3 separate regions of the Rattus norvegicus genome follow, and all the other regions are linked to region 3. Evidence: chromatin contacts called from public Hi-C data. All regions are on one chromosome and are shown on one strand. Each heading gives the region's core, a stretch centred on a gene start, on an enhancer-like site or on the middle of the called end of the contact. The rest is flanking DNA. Distances are from core to core; before and after follow the strand shown. Region 1 holds the start of Abhd17c (abhydrolase domain containing 17C, depalmitoylase). Region 2 overlaps Il16 (interleukin 16). Region 3 holds the start of Mesd (mesoderm development LRP chaperone).

What was found. A called contact is a pair of places that touch in the nucleus more often than the background predicts.
Region 1: a Hi-C map of liver shows a contact between it and region 3, with 3 times the contacts expected there. The contact joins the promoter of Abhd17c here to the promoter of Mesd in region 3. A contact is called at or near these places in 2 of 12 Hi-C or Micro-C datasets (liver and mammary epithelial cells).
Region 2: a contact with region 3 is called in a Hi-C map of Schwann cells, with 4 times the contacts expected there. The contact joins the enhancer-like site here to the promoter of Mesd in region 3. A contact is called at or near these places in 7 of 12 Hi-C or Micro-C datasets (the A7r5 cell line, the Rat2 cell line, Schwann cells and 4 more).

Annotation. Positions count from the first base shown.
Region 1 is chr1:147,532,686-147,535,986 of GRCr8, reverse strand. It overlaps Abhd17c (abhydrolase domain containing 17C, depalmitoylase), which reads left to right and starts at 1,272. Exons shown (of 3, transcript NM_001100736.2): 1 at 1,272-1,849. The coding sequence starts at 1,287.
Region 2 is chr1:147,068,283-147,071,677 of GRCr8, reverse strand. It overlaps Il16 (interleukin 16), which reads left to right. Exons shown (of 19, transcript NM_001105749.1): 3 at 1-37. Among named protein-coding and RNA genes, the nearest start is that of Il16, 47 kb to the left of the region's middle. Within about 2 kb of position 1,752, at least 4 of the 93 cell types and tissues checked have an H3K27ac peak or open chromatin away from gene starts, as enhancers often do. A contact at or near this core is called in Schwann cells, where this site is marked.
Region 3 is chr1:147,281,794-147,285,055 of GRCr8, reverse strand. Mesd (mesoderm development LRP chaperone) reads right to left here and starts at 1,593. Exons shown (of 3, transcript NM_001008345.1): 1 at 1,160-1,593. The coding sequence starts at 1,345.

The DNA.
Region 1 (3,301 bases), core at 23-2,522, 250 kb before region 3:
TATTGATAAATCAATTTAGATTAGGATGCTCAAAATTCTTTTTGTTTTCAAAAAGGTTGTAATCCTTCTTGGGACATCTTTGAGGTCTGGAGTGGTGACTGCCCACTGGGGCTCTGGTTGCATTAACCGCAGGTAGCCTGGGATGCCCTCCTCTCCCTGAAAGCGAAGCCTAATGCCAAAGTCCAGAGGAGAGGCTCTGCCAACTGAACACCAGGGTTCACATGGTTTCAAAGGCCCTGAGAGCTATATTTGGAAAATCACTTAAAGCCCATAGCCAAGACAACAGAGGATTAAAATCGTTTTAACATGTCTTTCATGATTAAAAGTCTGGCGCCAAAACAATTCTAGAGAAACTAACATCATAAAGGACAGATATGGAGTATGAGTATCCAGTTGGCACCATGTAGGGGGGGTTGACGTAAGGGGTGAGGGTGAGAAAGTACCATGTTCACACCAGTTGTAAAACCAACAGGCACGGGAACACGTACGAGGGGGATCAGAGGAGGGTGGTATTCAAAAAGTCTTGAATCTCAGCCACTGGTATAGAGGAAAGAGGAATCCGAGTTCTACGCCAGTGTAGGTTAAACTGTCTCAAACAACCAAAAGAGAAAAAAATAGCATTGATTAGCGGGAAGCAAGGCATTTTTTAATGTATTCAATTCTCTTTCTCAATAATTATCTTTTACATAAATTCCCAATAACCCTACCAGGACAAAGTTGGTTCTGGAGAACCGAATCCTAAAGTATCTGTGCACCTACCTTTTCAATCCAGGATTGTCCCAACCGCCCCATCTCTTCAGAGCCCCGCCCCAATCACGGTAAGCTCCGCCCCAGACACCAGAGCCTCGCTTCGGATCCCGGAGTTTGTTCTAACCAGCAGCCCTGCCCAGATGCACTAACTCCCCGCCCAAGAGGTGAGAGCCCCGCCCAGACAGGGGAGTCCTGCTTCAGACTAGGGCGTCCGTTCTGAGGGGTAGCCCCGCCCGCTTGTGGGGGCGCGCGGCGCGGTAACCCGGAAGTGGCGGCAGCGTGCGGGGGCGGGGCGGCGCGCTCGAGCGGGCCATGGCCGCCGCCGCCGCGGGCTTTGTGTGCAGCGCGCGAGCCCCGGTCGTCCGCACCTCGCCGGGGCTGCGGGGCTGCCGCTGACCCGCCCCGCTCGCCGCGCCGCGCCCGCCTGGCCCCGCCCCTAGCCTCTCCGCCTCCTCGGCCGGCCTCCAGTTCTCGGCGCTCTCCCTCTGCGCTCCCTGCGCTTCCCTCCCGCCCGCGGCGGGCGCCAGGCCGTCCCGATGCCCGAGCCCGGCCCCAGGATGAACGGCTTCTCGCTCGGCGAGCTGTGCTGGCTCTTCTGCTGCCCTCCTTGTCCGAGCCGCATCGCCGCCAAGCTGGCCTTCCTGCCGCCCGAACCCACCTACACGGTGCTGGCGCCCGAGCAGCGCGCGCCCGCGCCCGCTGCGACCCCGGCGCCAGCCCCGGCGGCGCAGCCCGCTCCGGCCGAGGAGGGTGCGGGCCCCGGCGCGTGCAGCCTGCACCTGAGCGAGCGCGCCGACTGGCAGTACTCGCAGCGCGAACTGGACGCCGTAGAGGTCTTCTTCTCGCGCACGGCCCGCGACAACCGGCTGGGCTGCATGTTCGTGCGCTGCGCGCCCTCCAGCCGCTACACGCTGCTCTTCTCTCACGGCAACGCTGTGGACTTGGGCCAGATGTGTAGCTTCTACATCGGCCTGGGCTCGCGCATCAACTGCAACATCTTTTCTTACGACTATTCGGGCTATGGTGTGAGCTCCGGCAAGCCCTCCGAAAAGAATCTCTACGCCGACATCGACGCCGCGTGGCAGGCGTTGCGCACCCGGTGAGCCCCGAGCCACGGGTTGGGTGCGGGCTTGTGCTCCCAGATTGTTGCATTCGCTCCGGATCACCAGCCCTTGTGGGGATGGATAGCTCAGACTTAAAGGGTCCTGCCTGCTTTTCACTGGCCAGCGAGGCCTGGAGTCTTTGTGGCTCCGGTTAAACGCACGTGGCCGCTGTGGGGGGTGCTAACGTACCGGCCAAACCAACTTGGTTGAGCTTGAGTTGTGTGATGAACTACGCGCAGACCCTGAAGGTCTGGAAGAAGTGACCTTGGGTTTTTCAGTGTCCTGTGAAAACAGGGGAGAGACTATGACCTTTAAAAGACTTTCTAAGTAGAAAGTCCCCCTGGGGCGATGCCTGAACAGCCCTTAAGGCTGGGTCGGGTCGGGTGTGGTGAGGACTTTGCCTCTTGGTCCGGCAGAGTTTGTGGTTCCTTGAGATCAGGAAGTTAGCTGATGTCGGAACCTTCCCTAAACCCCACTAGTAGCGCAGGGTGTCTTATAGGCTCGAGGGAATCGGTTGACCTTGAGTTAGGGTTCATAAAACTGGAATTATTCGGGGTCTTTTACATGCCAAGCACAAATTGTTATATCTGGGGACAGATCAGGTGGGAAAAAGAAAAACCTGCTTGAGTTTTACTCTGAACTTAGACTTTTGATTTGTGAGAAAGTTAAGTGACCTGTCCTGTTTGATGCTTGTGACCTTCCCATGTAATCCCCATAGCACAGGTGGCAACCTTTTGGGTAATGAGCTTGGATTTCTTTAGAGGAACAAGTCCTCAGAATAAGGACAGTAGGCACTGTTCTTTTTAGAGACCTTTGTATAGTTTTTATGAAAAGTCTATTTGCTGGGCTAAGTACATGATCAGTAATAATGACTTATTTCCATATGTGTTGCCCGTATGTTCATAAATTATCCCTTATGCTTCTTGAGAAACAGAGAAGTACTTAGTATTTACTCTGTGCTGTTTGCTTAAACTCTTCTGAGGTCTTGGAGGGGATCCTTAATTGGGGTGTAGTTTTCAGAGAACGATGTAGGCAGATGCGGCTGGATTCTGTCCTGATGGAGTGGCTGAGGATCCACAAGTAGTCACATGCCACCTGTTCCCAAGAACAGGTTTCAGAAGTATGTGTCAGGGAGGGCTGGTGTAGGATATGCCTCAGTACTCTGAGGCAGAGGCTGAAGGATTGCTGAACGTTTCAGGCTAGCCTTAGCTGCACGGTGAGTTCTACATTGGTCAGGGCCTGGAAAAAGTGTTCAGGTAGCTAGGTGGCTGAGTGAGTGGAGGCTGCTTTCTGGGCAGACATGGTGACCAGAGTTTGACTTGTGGAATACAGAGGTGGAGGGAGAGAGAACTGGCTCTCCTAGGCTGTCCTGTCATCCAGTAATTGTGCCCACACTCATCTACCATACCCAGTTCTTTTTAAAAAGCACGCGTCGCACATCTTGAACT
Region 2 (3,395 bases), core at 503-3,002, 210 kb after region 3:
AAAGCCTGCCACCAAAGGACACGCAGCAACTCCACCAGTAAGTATCTTCTCAAAATATCTTCGGGAATAGAGCTGTCTTAGTTCCTTTTCTGTTGCTGATAAAACACCATGACCAAGGCTACTTAAAGAAGGAGGGTTTTTGTTGTTGGTGGTGATGGTGGTTGGTTGATTGGTTGGTTGGCTTTTCTGACTTATGGTTCCAGAAGACTAGAAGTGATAATGGCTGGAAGAGACAATAGTCATGCTGGCAGAAGCAGGCTGCTGAAAGCTCACATCTCGAACCACAGGCAAAGAGCAGAGAGAGAACTAGAAATGGGAGATTTTAAACTTTCAAACCTGCTTCTAGTGACAAACTTCCACCCACAAGGCCACAGATCCTACACCTCTCCAAACATCACCACCAACTGGAGACCTATGGGCCTATGTGGGCCTGTGGAGGACATTCTCATTCAAACTACCCCAAGAGGTTATCTGCTCCTGAATATCAGGACTAGCAAGACTGCCAGTGCTGTGGGGGAGATTAGGAGGATGGCTCTTCCCTGGTCTTTCAAGGATAAACCAAGATGGGAACTGTTTATCTCTCAGAGAACATTCTTCGTGAGTGTGCTTCCCTGACAGCTTAGAGAGCTTAGCGTTGGCCTTAGCATTTCTCTGTGACCAGTTCTTCTGGCTGGGTGGCATGTGGAGAAAAAAAGAAAAACAGAAAGAAAGAGAGAGAGAGAGAGAGAGAGAGAGAGAGAGAGAGAGAGCTACTCTAGCTGCTGGCTGAGCAATCTTGTCTCTCTCCCTACAACCTCTCTTGCCTTATCTGTGATATGATAGGACCTGAGACTGGAAGACTGGAAGACTCTTAATTAATGTAAACAGAATCAGAAAAATGAAGAAATTAAGACCACAGTGAATCATAACTCTACCTGTGCTAATACTAAGCTCTGCTAGCATTTTCAGTTAATTTCATACTCTTCCCACATGACTTCAGAAAACTTATATTCACAAGTCATTGGAAATTCTGTTCTAAACTATTTTTAGTGGAAACACACAATTTTATTATATGAACATTACGATCTAGTTAACCAACTCTCTCTTCCTAGATATTTGCATTATATATTATATAGAGATTATATATGATATATAAACATATAGATGTTCTATCAGTCTCTCACTAGCATAATCAATATTGTTTACTTTATATATGAAATTTTATTTGCACCCATGCTGGTTCTAAAGGACAACTCTGTCAGCCTCTGTATCTGCAAATGGGAAGTACTTGAAAAAATTGCATTTGTACAGAAAATATGCAGATTCTTTCTCTTCTTGTTGTCTTCTAACAGTCCAGCATAGGAAGCACATGTCTATGCATCTATTATGTGATGACAGTGCAGTGACATGGAAAAGCACCACTTATTCTGGCACCTGTGGGGGGTCCTTGAATCAATTTTTCTCCCACTGAGTGACAACCATGCAGCTTAAAGGCCGAGTGTGGAGGTTTACAGCTAGCATCCCGTCATGTGGGGTGTAGAGGTAGTGGGGTGATCAGGAGTGTGTGGCCAGGCTGGGTTGCAGCAGATCCTGTCTCAAAATCAAATCAAGTCAAATCAAATCAATACAAAACAACATCAAAACAAGCAAATAACAACAAAAATCACAAAACAAAACACCATGAGCAAAACAAAAGAGAATATATTCCAGGGTGAGTGTACTTGGATTGGGATCTAGCTTCTTTGGAAAAGATTATCTGTATGACTTCAGGGAAGTTTCTTGACTTTGCAAGCCTCATTATTCTATGTCACTCTGAGTCATTCTTAAATGAATTACGACCCATTTGGAGGCTTGCGTAACTTGGTTTCTTGTTAGTGTAATTGCCTAGGAGTTGACGTTTGGTTTAAACAGTAGGTAGATCCAGCTTAAGAACTTTGTCCACATGTTAGTCTGACACTCCTTCAGCAGCAAACATGATCACCTGCTTCTTCACATTGAGTTACTGTTGCTATTACTTTTAAAAATATTTGTCCCACAGCCTTCTCTCTCTCTCCTGTTTCTGCTTCTCTGCTTTGCTTTGCATCTGGGGCCCGTTACACACTTTGTTGGGGCTCTGTCTAAAATGAAACAAAGAGACCCTGTTCAAAATTATTAAGAATTTCAAAGTGGCAACAGCCCAGCATTAAACCAAGCTGGGAGCCTTCTGGCCACAACCTCTGGTGACTGCACACACCACATGTTCACAAGTGCAGCCATGCTGGTGTCCTAGGAGCTGATCTCTCAGACAGTACCACCCACCTCCAACTGGGTTCAGTTACTGAGTGAGTGACTGGCTGTAGGATAGAGCTCTGTAGGAACCGCTTTCCTGGTACCTTGACTGTCAATCACTCAAGTGGCCTGTCTTCCCTGGATGGGGCTCAGTCAGCCCAACTGACTCCAGGCCTCTGGGGAGGTAATGGTCTCTAGGACCCCAGCACATTTGGCTTTGAGTGTAAGTGTGCCTTTGGTTACTTATACAAGCTGTGACTTGCACACTGGCTTACAAAATCGGCTGGAAAACAGACCTCTTTAGGCAAATGGAAAGATTTCTTTATTTATTTAGTACATGTTTTGATGACTCTTGCTAGTTTCCTATTGGGGTTATCCTTGTCTTATTAATTTACGAAACTCTCCGTTAAATTAATATTGAACATTGGATTCTTTTTTTTTTTTTGGTTCTTTTTTTTCTTTTTTTCTTTTTTTTTTTTTCGGAGCTGGGGACCGAACCCAGGGCCTTGCGCTTCCTAGGTAAGCGCTCTACCACTGAGCTAAATCCCCAGCCCCTGAACATTGGATTCTTAAACATGTTTTAGAGAATCAGCTGTGTCCTGTTCTAGACTCTGTTTATACAGGCTTGAATCCATGTTCAGGCAGAGCACCCAAAACATAGCAGCTGCCTGGGTCAGGAAGGGCAGGTCCCAGCTCAGCATGGGTTCGAGGGTTTGCACTAAACTTGCCCATGGCTCTGTCATCACTCTGCTGTTGCTCAGTTCAAGTTCATTTGTACTTATTGCTCTTCCTCTCTTCTTCATTCAGTGTAGGTCGTGGCCATGGGAAAGCCCAGGACACAGAGGTCTGGATTATATACTAGACTTATTTATTGCAATAAAGCCCCTGGGCCTCTGTTTGCTCATTAATAAGTAGGAAGTAGACCAGAACTCCGGAAAGTCTCTGATAATTGGCTGCATCAGCGGGAGAGTTACCCAGGCCTCATCAGTGGGCCAGGATGGGTGTGAGGTCTACATTCTTATTAAACACGTACATAAATGAAGTGCGTGTGCAGATTCGGACTAGATGACCTCTGTACGGTCTCTGCATTCTGCCTTCCCCATGCTTCTCCCTCCTGGCCCATCTGGGAGCAATTGGTCCCTACAAGT
Region 3 (3,262 bases), core at 344-2,843:
GGGATCTGAGCATTGTCTGCGGCTAGGCTTATCACAAGGTAAGGGTCTCTCTCATTTTGGCAGATTAAAAAGCATTATTTACTAGAGTCTAAAAAAGACAGTTTGAAATTGAGAAGAGAATGGGGATTCAGTCATACCCACTCAAATCTACTCTAAATTTTCTTTTCTTTTTGGGGAGGGGGGGCAAGTCTCACAGTGAAACCCAAACTAGTTTGAAATTTACTATATGTAGCCCAGGTTTAACTAAGGCTAGCCTCCTCCAATAATGTCTTAAGTGCTGGAATTACAATGTGCTACCATGGCCCACTTCTCCAATTCTTCTGTCGGGTACAGATAACATGAAAACAGGAGTCCCCCCTTTTCAAGTCAAAACCAGCAGGTGACTATTTTAGACTTATGCCCCAAAGTCTTTGCCCCCTTCCAACAATATAGAGTTGTGTGATTCCTTTCCACCAGCTGTGCAATCAAATACAATCAAGGGCTGCTGTGCACTTTTGATCAGGAGCTGCCCCTTAGAACCTTTTGCACACCCCAAATGCAATCAAGTAAGAGGTCAGAATTTGGCCTCTCACAAAACAAGTTCACTACTCCCATGAATCAAAAACCTGAGTTCCATATGAGATGCCTTAGCTCCCTCTACCAGTAAAATAAATCCACCCACGAAATTACAAAAGTCCCAGCAGGGACAAACACCAAAAGAAGTCGGAAACCCTCTATATTTGGAAAGATCTTTATCAAAACGAGCGGGGGGAGGGGGGAGACCACCTTCACAACCAATTCACTCCAGAACAGGAGGGGGAAGGAGGAAACGCTCCTCAGGAGCTCTCGCTCCCTTTGCGGTTCACTGTCCACCAAGATCAATGTGAGAGCACTGGGACACAGCAAGGAAAGTAGGGTTTGACCAGTGAGAATCCAAGTCCTGACTAGAGTGTCTGAGGAGCCATGGTAGTGGAGGACACTGGGCGAGAGGCCTGAACCGTGGTGGAATGGAGACCCGGGAGGTCAGCGGGTACTGGACACAGTCAATAAGGACCCTGAACACAGGGCAGAGAGAGGGATCAGGGGACACAAGTCAGAAGGTCAAAAGACCTAGAGGGTAAGGGTTAGAAAAAAGGGATCTGTATGGGAAGATGCTCAGGAGTATGCGGGCGACACGGACCTCCCACTGCTCCAGAAGTCGCGCCATGTCGGCATCGTTGTAATCGCGGATGTCCTTCTTTTTCCGTGGAGGTGTGATGGCCTCGCCGGGAGTATCGGTCGCGTAGGCTTCAGGAGGAGAGAGCAACAGAAGGTCCGAGGCACATAGAAACAGGAGAACCGCGCGCAGCCAGCTGGAGGCCGCCATGTTAGCTGCCCAGTGTAACGGGCTACACACTGAGCCTGCGCAAACAGCGTGCGGAGTCTCGGCGCCGGAGCCTCGCCCCCACCCCACCCCCGGTCCTCCAATCCAGTCCCTCGCTCGCTCTGAGCAGAACTAAAGCCAGTACTCGACCCTGCCCCACTCTCGCGGACACAGGTCCAATGGCTCCTCCTCCTAAGCGTCCTAGCCTACCGCACCCCGCCGTTCTGTTTCCTCCAGTCCGGACCTCATCCGATATCCCCTTCCCTTCCCTTGGGCCCGCCCCACAATTGCCCGCCCCTGTGTCTCCCAACCTCAGGCTCCTCCTCATCATCGAGCCTTTCACCACTTGACTCCGCCTCTCAGCTAAGGTCTCCTGACTCCGCCCCTAGGGCCCTTGCCTCCTCACCAGACTCCACCCCATAGCTCTGGGACCTCACCTGGCTGGGCACCAAGGGTTCGTTCCACCCCCTAGTTCCTCCCTTTGTTAGGCTCCGCCCCGCGAGCTCCTCCCCTTATTCTGGCCAAGCAATTTACCCTAGCTGGGTCCTGCTGGACTGTGTGCTATTTCCACTGTTTTGGGGTTTTGTTAGAAGTCAGCCCTTTTGTTTTTCATTCACTAGTCAGGTTTGAAAAGTTTCCTCAGGGTGTCCTGCATAAATAGCTGGGAGTCCTGGAATCCTACGAAATGAATGAGAATGGAAGATATGCAAACTGCCTTGACCCTGAGGCCCTTTTCAGGGTGTGGACTTTGAACCATGCTCCCTAGTAATTTCCTGTGAGAACCACCAGCTAAAAAGCTAAGGACCGCCAGCGCAACTTTTCTTGAAGACTGTAAATATGGAATCTATTGTTATTCTGCTCCGTAGATGATTTTCGACTCGCCAGTCTTTCAGTTATCATTGTCAATTAAACTTTAAAAAATCATTTAATTGATAACCATTTTTATTGTTTAAAATAGTTCTAGTCTCTTCTGATTTCCATCTACCACTGCAGTTCTAATCTATAAGACAAAATTACCCTAATTTTGTTTTCTGTTTTACAAGATTCTGACAACTATGCTTTTCAGAAATAAAATACTTGGGGTCAGAGATACTTTAGTTTCCTAAGCTTTAAGTGGCAGATCTGATTTCTTTAAAATTTCAAATTATATCCTAAGACATGAAACTTCGGTGTAGTTGGAAAATATTCGAACAATATAGTTTAATTACTGACCCCAAGGTGTCACATACTGCGGTACAATTCATTCCTATATTCACAAATGTGAAAGTATCTAAGAATGGGTTTTCGATGCTTAATTAGCATACTGTATTAACTACTAAGTATTCTTGAGTGCTTCACCCCTTTAGTCTTTGGCTTTTTGTTTTGTTTTGTTTTGGGGTGCTTTTGTCTTTGTTTTTTTCAAGACTAGGTTTCCCTGGCTAACCTGGAACTCACTCTAGACCAAGCCGACACAGCCTTCAGAGATCTGCCTGACTCTGCCTCCCAAGTGCTGGATTGAAGGCATGTGCTACCACAGCCAGTATAGTATTCTCCACTACTGCACCAGTGTTTTGATTTTGCTTTCTCCCTCATTATTACTATTTCCCCTGTCTTTCTCTCTATGCTTTGGATGAAGATGATTAATAGGTTTCATAGAGTGCAAATCCTTTATAACATGCTTAAGGAAAAGTCTTTCTTATGACGGAGACTTCTTTAACAGAAGTAGGTGGCAACTGAGTGTGTCCTGAGTTGTCCTGCCTTCTTTCTCATTTGACCCCATCACACAGGTCTGGAGTTTCCACCCTCGAGGTCATCAAAAGTCCCAGGATGGCTATGGGAACTCCAGCTACCAGATGGCATTCCAATCAAAGGAAATGGGGAATGAGCCAAGCTGAAGCCAAATCCTATTCTGGAACTGTGCACAGCATTTCTGGTCTCACT